2 separate regions of the Danio rerio genome follow, and region 1 is linked to region 2. The links are chromatin contacts, called in public Hi-C maps. All regions are on one chromosome and are shown on one strand. Each heading gives the region's core, a stretch centred on a gene start, on an enhancer-like site or on the middle of the called end of the contact. The rest is flanking DNA. Distances are from core to core; before and after follow the strand shown.

What was found. Hi-C and Micro-C count contacts between places; a contact is called where the count stands out from the background.
Region 1: a contact with region 2 is called in a Hi-C map of an unstated tissue, with 2.2 times the contacts expected there. The contact joins two enhancer-like sites. A contact is called at or near these places in 2 of 18 Hi-C or Micro-C datasets (caudal fin and an unstated tissue).

Annotation. Positions count from the first base shown.
Region 1 is chr24:39,159,288-39,161,987 of GRCz12tu, reverse strand. No RefSeq gene overlaps it. Among named protein-coding and RNA genes, the nearest start is that of snai2, 67 kb to the right of the region's middle. Within about 2 kb of position 1,262, at least 16 of the 62 cell types and tissues checked have an H3K27ac peak or open chromatin away from gene starts, as enhancers often do.
Region 2 is chr24:39,124,377-39,127,076 of GRCz12tu, reverse strand. No RefSeq gene overlaps it. Among named protein-coding and RNA genes, the nearest start is that of snai2, 32 kb to the right of the region's middle. Within about 2 kb of position 1,281, at least 9 of the 62 cell types and tissues checked have an H3K27ac peak or open chromatin away from gene starts, as enhancers often do.

The DNA.
Region 1 (2,700 bases), core at 13-2,512, 35 kb before region 2:
GGCACAGCTAAACAGATGTGTTTTCAGTCTTGATTTGAATGTCTAATGTTGGAGCACATCTGATTATTTCTGGAAGCTGATTCCAGCAGCGAGGGGCGTTGTAGCTGAAAGCAGATTCACCCTGCTTTGACTGAACTCTTGGAATTTCTAGTTTATCTGATCCTAAAGATCTGAGTGAATATGTTGGGGTTGCATTCAGTGAACATATCTGTGATGTATATTTAGCTCCTATGCCTTTTAGTGATTTATAGACAAGTAATAACTCTTTAAAATCTATCAGTGTAAAGACCTGAGGACAGGTGTGATGAGCTGCAACTGTCTGACTGTCGTTTTGGGAAGGCCAGTGAGGAGGCCGCTACAGTAATCCACCCTACTGCTGATAAAAGCATGAACAAGTTTCTCTAAGTCTTCACTGGAAACAAAGCATCTTATTCTTGCAACGTTTTTGAGATGATAGTATGCTGATTTACTCACTGCTTTGACATGACTATTGAAACTCACATCTGACTCCAGAGTCACACCAAGATTCTTGACCTTATTTTTTGTTGTTTGACCCTTAGTGCCCAGGTACGCATTCACCTTGAGAACCTCATCCCTGTTCCCAAACGCAATGACTTCAATTTTCTCTTTGTTTAACTGAAGAAAGTCTTAGCACATCCAATTGTTACCTATCCCCACCCCTAACCACAACGTTATTAGGTGATGAGCAAATTGTACTAAATTGTACGAATTAGATTGTACGAATTAGCCACTAAATTAAAAAGTTACGAATTGCCGTGAGATTGCATTGGCCATAACCCAGCCTAATGTTATTGTACCTAAACAATGTGAATAATCGCTACACCGATCTGAGCCACACACCTCTCATCCACATCTGCCCAAAAGTGGTTAGCCGACATGCATGCAGTGGTTTAAGATGTTGGCTCGATGTTGGATTTTGGTCACTTTTTAACCACCTAAAATCAACCAAGTATCAACGTCATTATTGGACATCAAAATAACATCCTTAGACGCTGGCTAGACATTGAATTTTGGTACCCTGATATATCACAACCTAATAGTAATGTACTGTCTATTTTTTGGTCCTCTCTCTCTCTCTCTTACACACACACACACACACAGAGCTCTCTAACAGGTGCATGTCTTCATGTGTGCTGAAGCTCTTCCAGGAACAGAGCTGTGTTTTGTGTGTTTCAGCCGATCTCTGTGTCCTGGCCTTGGAGTGATGTCACTGCCCTTGTGGCTTGTGGGAGGTTTTCTGGTCAGAGTGAGAGATGAGATGAGTGTGAGGAGCGTGTTTTAACTTGTGGTGGGTAAAGCAGACTGCTCTGAGGAATGCAGGGACTTCGCGCACACACACACACACACACACACACACACACACACACACACACACACACACACACACACACACATATGTTTTGAATGATCAAAATAAAATATACAGTTGAAGTCAGAATTATTAGCTCCCTTAAACTATTAGCCCCCTGTTATTTTTTTCCCCAATTCCTGTCTAACGGAGAGATGTTTTCAACACATTTCTAAACATAATAGCTTTAATAACTAATTTCTAATAACTGACTTATTAATCTTTGCCATAAAGATAGCACATAATATTTGACTAGATATTTTTTAAGACACTATGTATATATATATATATATATATATATATATATATATATATATATGTATATATATATATATATATATGTATATATATATATATATATATATATATATATATATATATATATATATATATATATATATATATATATATATATATATATATGTATATATTTATTTATTTATTTATTTATACATTTATACAACAGTTGTGTCTGGTTCTTGAATCTGATTGGCTAATAGCCGTGGAATATTTTGCCAGTAACATCTCACAAAGGCCTCTTCACCTCTGTGTATTACTCCGCCCACATATAGCAAGCAACAAGCAGGCTACAGTTTGACAAATATTACTGGGATGGCAACTCCTTAACTACCACAAGTAAATCATTTAATTTGGTTTTGTTTTAATAATAAATAAATGTTATTATTATTAATAATTATTTATTTACTTGCTTACATTTTTTTATTATAAAGTTATTTGTTTTTAACATGCCGGTTTTATTTATTTATCTATCTATCTATCTATCTATCTATCTATCTATCTATCTATCTATCTATCTATCTATCTATCTATCTATCTATCTATCTATCTATCTATCTATCTATCTATCCATTTTTTTTATTTTTTGCTTGCTTGATATCTTTTTTTAAATTTGATGTTATTTGACTTTAACGTGCCATTAAAATCGATATTTATTTTGTTTGTTTAATAATCAATTTATTGACTTGTATAATTACTTGCTTATACTTATTTTTTATTTTATGTTATTTGATTTTAACGTATCATTAAAACACTCACACCTGTTTTTGCAAATTTTTAGTAAGTAAGGTTGGCAATTGCTCTCCCACAGGGGGGTTTGACTGGTTGGCAGAGCAGGGGTCTCAGAAAGTGATGCTTATTTTCCTGAAAAGGCCGTCTTGAATGTTAAAACGTCCCCCTACAGGTATTTTGATTGTTACACTCCTTTCTTTCTCAGTTATAAATGCTGCAAGATCAGTCTAGTGCAGTTCAGATCATTTCTACTTTTTCAGGTCAACATTGTTATTATTATTATTATTATTATTATTATTATT
Region 2 (2,700 bases), core at 32-2,531:
AAAAATCATGGTTTGGGGTTACATTGAGTATGGGGGTGTGCGAGAGATCTGCAGAGTGGATGGCAACATTAACAGCCTGAGGAATCAAGACATTACATTACAAACCACAGGACAGGGAAAATTCTTCAGCAGGATAGCGCTCCTTCTCATACTTCAGCCTCCACATCAAAGCTCTTGAAAGCAAAGAAAGTCAAGGTGCTCCAGGATCGGCCAGCCCAGTCACCTAATCTGAACGTTATTGAGCATGTCTGGGGTAAGATGAAGGAGGCATTAAAGATGAATCCAAAGAATCTTGATGAACTCTGGGAGTCCTGCAAGAACTCTTTCTTTGCCATTTCAGATGACTTTATTAATAAGTGATTTGAGTCATTGCAGAGATGTATGGATGCAGTCCTCCAAGCTCATTAGAGTCATACACAATATTAATTCTTGTTCCACTGCAGCATGACTTTATATTCTATACTGTACATTATTTCTGTTAAGGGATAAGACTTTAGTCTAAGCACAGTCAGACCTTACTGTCCTAATAAAATAATTAAAAATCAAGGCATGATCATATTTTATTTTGGTAAAACAAGTGTAATCTAGAGGCCTTTGCCTTTCATATGAGCCACTTCTTATACCAAATGATCAACTGGAAGTCAAGTTATTATATTTGTTGTTCCAAAAAAACTTGGATAGGCGACAAGACTTTTGTCAGGTAGTGTAGGTTAATTGTGTTAATTATGCAAGGTATGTTTATTAGCCAAGTCATTGTACAACATTGGTTTGTTCTGTAGCTAATCTGAAAAACATTTTTTTAATTCCAGCCAAACTAAAAGAAATACGACTTTATCCAGAAAAAAAAAACATATAATAGAAATATACTGTGAAAAAAGTTCCATGCTCTGTTAAACATCACTAGGCCTGTTAAAGACTGATAATATGGAGATGAAATATTCCAAAGCCGCTCTTTGTAATGTCAGTCAGAGTTTAATGTGTTTAAAGTATTTAATAATGGATTCTCTTTTTCAGCATTGATGAAAGTGATTAATTCATCAGCATACGATGCGCTTCATTCAAACTGAAGCTTTAACCAATTTTCAGAACTATAAAAACTTCTAGTAAGAATCTCGTTCCCAAGAGGCCAATAAATCCCGAAGCAAAGCTGGATTCTCCAGGCTCTTCCCTGCTGATTGTTGATTTAGAGGAGCTGATTTGGCGCGGGTGGTGTTTCTGTCCGTCTGCTTCACATCCTCCTGACTCAGAACTCCTACAGCTGGAGCTGACGGACCTGTGTTACTCAGCAGACACAACACCACAAGCACACACACAACATTACATCACGCAAACACACAATCTGGAGCACATCTGAGCATAGTATTTTTAGCTTTGCCAACCGCTGGAATTGCTGTTCAGTATTAGTCATGGTTCACTCAGGTGATCCTCCCTTAAGGGAACACATTTAGGGATTTAATAGTACACTGTAAACATGATATTTTGAGATACAATTCAATTCATAGCGCTTTTACAATAGCCCCTTTCACACAGTGATGCCGTTAAATATCCGGAAAATTTCCGGAACGACTTTACCGGTGTATTCAAAAAAGCGCTGTTCATACAGGCGAGGACGTTACGGAATTTTTACGGAAAAGAGCATTCACACATCCATCGCAAAATGCCGGTAAATTCTGACATCATTAACCAGAAATGACCTCTAAACGGCTGCGCTTGTGTTTGTAAACATTTGACTACATTACAAACTCTTTGGATGGATCAGTATTGAGTACAACTCCAATGAAAACATAGAGAAACACTTTCGCATGTCGAGATGTACTTGATATGTGTGTGTGCTGGCGCTATGGGCGCTCACGGGCACACGCAAAGCTTGAAGGTAAACAAACAACGGAATATCATAAACATTTTATCGATAATTATTCACACAGTTAGCATTAAGAAGGAACATAGAAACGTCATCTGACTAACATCTTGCAGCTAAATGTGTCTGGAAAAATATTCAAAGGCTTTTATTCTCATAAACCGCGCGCACGTGAATGCGTCTGACTGTTCTGATTAGCTAAAGTAGACGTTTCACGTCAGCACGTTCTAGACGTGGACGCGCTCTTTCCGGCAATCTTCCTTCTGCATTCACACAGCGCAGCATTCCGGCAAATTACCGGTAATGTTACAACTTCGCTTTCCGAAAAATAGCCGGAATGAATTTACCGGTATTTTCAAAAAGGGCCTGTTCACACATACAACCTTTGCGGAAAATTGCCGGTAATTTTCCGGAAAGGTCTGTATGTGTGAAAGGGGCTGTAGATTAAGCTTCATTCCAGTTTTGAAGTTTAGTTTCATTCAGTTCAGTGGGATATAATGTAAATGCAATGGTGTAAAGTAACTAATTACAAGCACTCAAATTACAGTAATTAAGTAGTCTTTCTCTGGAATTGTAATGTACTAATTAGTTTTATAAATGTGTACTTTTTCTTGCCCTTGAGTACGTTTTTAGTGCAGTGTCAGTACTTTTACTCCACTACTTAACTTCAACCTGCAGTCACTACTTTATTATTTCTTGTCTATGGAGATTATAATAATCAGTCCTGTGATTCCTGTCCAATCAAATCACACACAGAAGGTAAATCTGATCATAATGAACTACCTCAAGACTGTTTTCAAGCATTAAAAGTGTACAAGAAGATGTCCAAAATCTTTACACGC